Regions from separate parts of the Oryctolagus cuniculus genome. Here region 1 is linked to region 2. Evidence: chromatin contacts called from public Micro-C data. All regions are on one chromosome and are shown on one strand. The core of a region is the stretch at or near the end of the contact, and the rest is flanking DNA. Distances in the headings are between cores, read along the strand shown. Region 1 holds the start of WHAMM (WASP homolog associated with actin, golgi membranes and microtubules). Region 2 holds the start of RPS17 (ribosomal protein S17).

Region 1 (3,525 bases), core at 661-3,160, 260 kb before region 2:
AGGGACAGTGTAAGCTTCCCAACAGGAAGTACTACATCATAGAATGCTGGGGTTTAAGGAAAAGCTACGACTGTGGCTCACTTAGCTAATCCTCCACCTGTGGGGCCGGCACCCCGGGTTCTAGCCCCAGTTGGGGCACCAGATTCTGTCCCGGTTGTTCCTCTCTCAGGAACAAATACCAAGCTTACATGACGTTGCAACTCTGTGGCCCGGGAGTGCAGTGGAGGATGGCCCAAGTGCTTGGGCCCTGCACCCCATGGGAGACCAGGAGGAAGCACCTGCTCCTGGCTTCGGATCAGCGCAGCATGGCAGCCATAGCAGCCATTTGGGGGGGCGAACCAACAGAAGGAAGACCTTTCTCTCTCTGTCTCTCTCTCTCTCTCTCTCACTAACTCTGCCTGTTAAAAGAAAAAAAAAAAAAACAGAATCAACTCACACACAGCGTTCAGATCTTTAAGCAGAGCACAAAATCACCCTGCTAACATACTGCTCTAGTGGTCATTTTAATTCAAAAGGCTCTCTGTTTAGCTGAAGAGGAGATAATTAAGATTTGGAAATGTAGCTGAATTATTCTTATACCTCTAGAGAAATCGTCCCCATTAATAACAAGAAAAGGCCCAGGGCCGGAGTGGTGGCCCAGCAGGTTGAGCGTCCGCCTGGGACCCTGGCAACCCATATGGGCACCGGTTCACAGCCCACCTGCCCCATTTCCAATCCAGCTCCCTGCTAACTGACTGGGAAAAGCAGCCGAAGGCGGCTCACAGGCTTGGGCCCTTGCCACCCATGTGGGGGACCCTGAGAGAGCCTGCTGGCTTCCCAGCCCGGCCCAGCTCCTGCTGTTGTAGCCATTTGAGGAGTAAACCAAGAGACGGTTCTCTCTTCCTACCACTCTGCCTTTCAAACTAAAAAAAAAAAAAAAGGACATATTTAGGGTATAGAATAACACACCCAACTTTGGATCTTCTTAGTGGGCTGTAGATTAATGAACCTGATTTCCGTCTCGCCCCCTCCCCTTAGTTTCTCTAAACCTATCACCATCATCAGGGCAAAGGTGAGGGGCCCAGCCCAGCTCCTGGATCTGACGCAGCGTCCTGGGCCTTAAGCGGCCCCCTCAGGCGACGGCCCCGGTGCACCTGCGCCTGTCCCCGCAGCCCCCCGCAGCCCCCCGCGCTCAGCCCCGGGCGCCCTACCTGGCGCAGCCGCGCGCCCGCGCCGGCCCACCGCGCGCGCAGGGCCCGCTCCCGGAACTCGCGCGTGCCCTCGCAGTCGGCCGCGCCGCCCTGCGCGGGGAAGAGCGCGTCGCGCACCGTGGCGCCGCCGCAGCCGTCGGCCGCCGCGCCCAGGTAGCGCTCCAGCCGCCCGCACAGCTCCTGCAGCGCCGCGTCGCCGGGGCCCGCGGCGCGCGCCGGCCACACCAGCGCCCACAGGCCCCAGGCCCCGCCGCCCGCGTCCAGCTCCGGCGGCAGCCGCGGGAAGCAGCGCTCCAGCGGCGGCCACAGCGCCGCCAGCTGCCGGTGCGCGCCGCGGAGGGCGGCGGCCGACAGCAGGCCGGCCCAGCTGGGCGGGGGCGCGGCCGGCTCGGGGTCCGGCTCGGGGTCCGGCTCGGGGTCCGCCTGGGCCTCAGGCCGCTGCCGCCGCCGCCGCTGCGCCGTGCGGTCGTGACAAGTCACCGCGAACTTGGCCTCCGCGTCGTTCCAGGCCACGAGGAAGCGCAGCTGGTGCCGCTCGGGCCCGGCGAAGAGGTCCTCGCGGAGCGGCACCCAGCCCTCCAGGCTGTCGGGCTGCTCGTCCTCCATGGCCGCCGCGGCTAGCGCCCCGCGGGCTCTGCTCGCCCCGGCCCACGGGACCTTCGGACCCGCGGCATAGTTCGCTGGAGCCTGACTCGCGTCAGTAACGCAGCGTCGCTTCCTCGGCACTTCTCATTGGCTGCCTGTGTTTGCGATCTTTCCAGCCCGCGTCCGGGATTGGGTGGGTAAGAGAAGGGCGGGTCCGCCACGACCAATGAAGTAGTCAGAAGGTCCACCTCGGACCCTGCCCACAGGAATGTCAATCTCGCGACCCGCCTGGGACCTGGGAAGTCCCGCTCTTGCCTCACCTCCGGTTCCCGTGCACCTGTTGCGGGTAGGAAAAAATTCGTGAAATGGACGCGTTGTTGTTTTAGCCTCCTGCACTACACTGGACTTCTTCGGAACAGTAATAAAGACCTCTTCCTTTTCACTTTTTTAAAAAATATTTATTTATTTGAAAAGCAGAATTGCAGAGAGAGAGAGAGAATCTTCCATCATGTGGTTCACTCCCCAGATGGCCACAATGGCCGGGACTAGGCAGCCCAAAGGCAGGAGCCAGGACCCTCTTCTGGGCCTCCCACGTGGGTGCAGGGGCCCAAGGACCTGGACCATCTTCCGCTGCTTTCCCAGGTGCACTAGCAGGGAGCTGGATTGGAAGTGGAGCAGCCGGGACTTGAACTGGCGACGATATGGGATGCCAGTGTTGCAGGCGGAGGCTTAACCCACTAGGGCACACTGCCAGCCCCCTCTTTTCACATGTTTATCCTAATGACAGCATCTTGAAAGCCAACTACTGATACTGTGAATGACCTCTGACTAGTTTAGCGAATAATAATGTTTGTATAAGAATTTCAGAATGAGGGCCTGGCGCTGTGGCGTAGCAGGTAAAGCCGCTCGCTGCCTGTAGTGCTGGCATCCCATATGGGCACCGGTTCAAACCCTGGCTGCTCCACTTCCAATCCAGCTCTCTGCTATGGCCTGGGAAAGCAGTAGAAGATGGCCCAAGTGTTTGGGCTCCTGCACCCACGTGGGAGACCCAGAAGAAGCTCCTGGCTTCTGATGGGCACAGCTCCTGCCATTGTGGCCATTTGGGGAGTGAACTAGCAGATAGAAGACCTCTCTCTGTGTCTCTCCCTGCCTCTCCTTCTCTCTGTGAGTAACTCTGCCTTTCAAATAAATAAATCTTTAAAAAAAAAAACAAACAAATAAGAATTTCAGAAGGAAAGCAGATGACTTGGAATGGCAAACCTCACATCTGGCTCTCAGAGAAGCCCTGTGCTCCATGGTCAAGACACCTCCACCTGGCTGACACCCTGAATTTCCCAGACTGTCAGAAGAACGAGGCCTGAAAATCTGCCCAATTGTCAATTGACTGGACTCACGGTATTTTCCTGACCTCCCCTGCAGCTAACCCTGTCTCTTTGAAAAGCATTTTTGAAGGTTTGTTTGGAGGAAAAGCTTACTCCAGATCCACATATCCCTCTTTCCCCAAAACTGCCAGCTTCTTTTTTTTTTTCTAAAAAAGTTATTTATTTATTTATGAGGCAGAATTAGAGAGAGGGAGAGACAGTGAGAGAGAGGGAGAGATCTGTCTGTTGGTTCACTCTTCAAATGACCACAACAGCCATGACAAGACCAGGCCAAAGCCAGGAGCCTGGAACTCCATCTGGTTCTCCCACGTGGGTGGCAGGGGCCCAGACACCCAGGCCGTCCTCCGCTGCTTTCCCAAGTGCATTAG
Region 2 (3,539 bases), core at 265-2,764:
GAGTGTTCAGCTGGTGTTTTTTACTGTAAACAACAAGGAGACTTTGCTCTTCATTTAAACCAAAATCATATTTCATATTTTACGCTCGAGGGTTTTTACCGGTTCCTTTTTACACTCCTTAAAACAGTTTTTAAGTCATTTGGAACAAGAGATTTTTTTCTTTCCTGGCAGCTTTTAACATTATAGCAAATTTGTGTCTGGGGACTACTGGTCACTGTTTCACACGGTTGCAAATCAAAGCGTTTGCAACCAAGAAAAAAAAATTTGTTTTATTTGAAACTGGACCCGATAAAGGGCATTTGAGCGGCTGCTGTACATAGTTTCAAATGGTTTCTCGCACCTTCTTCAGTTGCACTTGTCGGGGGAGGGTTGATAGAAGTTTTTAATCACAGACTCACAGGACTTTTTTCTTTTGTAACTGAGCTTAAAAAAAAAAAAAAAAGGGCTGCTTCTCGGTGGGGTGGACGAAGGCTCCCGGGCCCCTCCCAGAGCGGGCAGTGCCCTTCTGACGGCTCGTTTGAGGAATGTACGAAGCCACAGTTGCAGTTGACTGAACCGCTACTGGAATTTGAAAACTTGACTCTCTCCTTTTTTTTTTTTTTTTTAAATACTTGCCCCTCTTAGGGAAGCCGTGTGCCAAAGAACCAGTGTCATGACCCCCCCTGCTGAGCTGCTGTCGCATTGTCGCAGATCCCAGCTACTCTGTGGGTTTTGTGAAGCTGTGTGTGAAGTCTCTACCTCACTGTAGTATATGCGGGCCAGACTGCACTCGCCTACAGATGCGTGGAGTACGCTGTGGTGTAGTTTTTTTGGCACATAATAAACACGTTGCAGCAGAGTCCTGGGTCCGTGTCTGTGTCTGTCTGAGGTGGGGGCCCCGGGGCGCCCGGGGTGGCGGCGGGACCACGTGGGCTTCGGGAGCTGTCCGGGGGGTGGGGGCTTCTCCCCCAACCTGGGTCCGTCCCGTCCTGACTCCGGTGAGCGGCAGAGGGAGCCGGGTCCGCGGATTCCGCCGGCCTGGGGTGCCTGTGGGGGACGCAGTGGGTCTGAGGCCCCCGGCTGAGGGGCGCGGGGGTCTCCTCGCCCAGGACGCCCCGGCCACTCGGGGGCGGGGTCCCTTCTGTCCGGGTGAGACTCGCCGCCCTTCACCCACCCGCCGTCTCCGCCCTGTCCGGTGAGGGTGCGGAGCCGGACAGCGGGCAGCCGGCGCTGGGGGCGTCCCAAGGCGGACAGGCCGGGAGCTGTGGCGCTGAGCTGGGCCCGCCCTTCCCTCAGGCGCCCACCGCGGGGCCGGAAACCCACTCGAGGCGCCTGGCACAGCCCGCCGCTCCGGACGGGACGGGGCTCTGCGATGGCTGGGGAGGGGGCGCCACCCCCTACTTCCACACGTCTCCGTGGCCGTGGGTCCGTCTGCCTCTCAGGGACTGGAAGTCGTCTCCACACTGCCCAGAGTGTGGGAGTCACCTGCTCCTGGTCTACAGGGCACCCGACCCCCGACCCGCGGCCGCCCTGAACGCCGGCGCAGCGAGCGCGGCGCGGAAGCGGACGAGCCCCACCCACCGTGGGCGGGGCCGCCGTCGCCCCGCCCACCCGGGCAGTGCGCCGCCCTCACTTCCGCCCCGCGCCGCCAGGGGCCGCTGTGGTGCGCTCGAGCAGGCTCCGCGCGTCCCGGGCTGGGCGGAAGCGGCTTTCTGGCCTGCGCTTTATAGGCCTCTCTTGTGCTTCCTGTTTCCTCTTTCACTCAGGACCCGCCAACATGGTAGGTGTATAGGTCTTAGGGCGCTATCCAGCTCCATCGTCCCCCATCCACAGCTCCCCGTGATCCCTGACCCCGGAGGGGAGACCCTGGGCCGGGTGCGCGCGCGACCCTGTCCACCTGGAGCCGCTGGCGACCGCAGTGTCCGTCCCAACTCCGCTGCTCCCGGGCGGGCCCGGCCCGCGAGCCCACGGCCGCCGGGGCTTCGCTCGGCTAGCGCTGCCCGCGGGTGACCCCCGTGCTCTGCCGCCCGCAGGGCCGCGTGCGCACCAAAACCGTGAAGAAAGCGGCCCGGGTCATCATCGAGAAGTACTACACCCGCCTGGGCAATGACTTCCACACCAACAAGCGCGTGTGCGAGGAGATCGCCATCATCCCCAGCAAGAAGCTGCGCAACAAGATCGCGGGGTGAGGCGGGGCCCGCGGGGAGCCGGAGGGCGCGGCCCGGGGGTGTGCGGGGCCGGGGCCGGCGGCGGCACCTGCTCGGCCGGCGGCCGGGGGTGTGCGGGGCCGGGGCTGCAGCCGCCCGCGGGCGCGCTCACGGAGGGTCTGGCGCAGCTATGTCACGCACCTGATGAAGCGGATCCAGAGGGGCCCGGTGAGAGGCATCTCCATCAAGCTGCAGGAGGAGGAGCGGGAGCGGAGAGACAACTACGTGCCCGAGGTGAGCGCCCTGGGCCCCGGGCTCGCCCGCAGGTGGGGACGCGGGTTCCTGAACCCGCCGCGTGCCCACCTGTGGTCGGCCCCGCGCTGCTGATTGGATAAGTGCTGATGCCGGCCTCCCGGGGTCTGCCTGGCCGTGCTGCAGTGCCCGAAGCGACTTCCCCTGTGGGGGGACTCGATCCTGCCCGCCCACGGCTCGCTCCCCCTGTGCACACGGACCAGGCAGCGGGACACGTGCAGGGGAGGTGCCGGCTCTCACTGGTACGGGGCCTGCCTTTCTCTCTAGGTCTCCGCGCTGGATCAGGAGATCATTGAAGTGGATCCTGACACGAAGGAAATGCTGAAGCTCCTGGTAAGCTTTGGCTGCCCTCGCCGAGCCGCATGCCATCCGCAGCCTCCTCCTAGTGCTAATAGCTCACCGCTTAGCCGGGCTCGAGGTCACACAGCTCCCAGGGAATGGCTGGGTTGGGCGCCCACCCACAGCTCTGTAACGGGGGTCGGCTGCTCGTTGGTTGTTGAAGGTGGCGCTGAGCGTGTTGGCTGCACAGTGGTAATTCCCAGACCCACTGGCCTCTGCTGTGGCTTCGGGAAGGTTCGGTTCCGGCCTCTCCTGTCTGCTCTCGTCATTGCGCCCCGGGGCTCTGTCTGTCCTCCCCACCTCTCCTTTGGTCTGGGTTCCAGTGTGTGCCGGTAGGCCGTGCACAGGGCCATAGTTTGGTGACGGGGCCTGGGCTCTGAGGTCCAGCAGGCTCTTGGTGACTCTGTTGGAGCTTCCACCCGCTGGGTCACTTCTTGTGTGGCTGCAGCGGCCAGCGATGGCCCAGGCCAAATTCTGGGGCCAGGAGCTCAGTCCGGGCTTGCATGTGGGAGGTGGGGGCCCGACTACTTGAGCTGTCGCTGCCACTTCCAGGAGCCAGAGCCCCAACCCAGGCGCTCTGCTAAGGGATAGGGCTACACCTCTCGCCCCCAGTTTTTCCATCTCTGGTCGTTGGAAGGTTAAGAGATTGAAACTCTTGAGAACTGTGAGCTCGCGTGCACCTGTGGCCCGGCCCAGCATCCCCTTGCCTGCTGTGGATCTGCGGGTCCTTGCCCGAACAACCGCTGTCCTGTGTGTAGCTTC

The links. A called contact is a pair of places that touch in the nucleus more often than the background predicts.
Region 1: a Micro-C map of ear pinna shows a contact between it and region 2, with 2.4 times the contacts expected there. The contact joins the promoter of WHAMM here to the promoter of RPS17 in region 2. A contact is called at or near these places in 2 of 6 Hi-C or Micro-C datasets (ear pinna and an unstated tissue).

The regions. Positions count from the first base shown.
Region 1 is chr12:101,685,613-101,689,137 of mOryCun1.1, reverse strand. It overlaps WHAMM (WASP homolog associated with actin, golgi membranes and microtubules), which reads right to left and starts at 1,910. Exons shown (of 10, transcript XM_051834239.2): 1 at 1,191-1,910. The coding sequence starts at 1,796.
Region 2 is chr12:101,428,770-101,432,308 of mOryCun1.1, reverse strand. RPS17 (ribosomal protein S17) reads left to right here and starts at 1,514. Exons shown (of 5, transcript XM_002721477.4): 1 at 1,514-1,759; 2 at 2,013-2,164; 3 at 2,315-2,420; 4 at 2,706-2,771. The coding sequence starts at 1,757. CPEB1 (cytoplasmic polyadenylation element binding protein 1) reads left to right here. Exons shown (of 12, transcript XM_070054565.1): 12 at 1-838.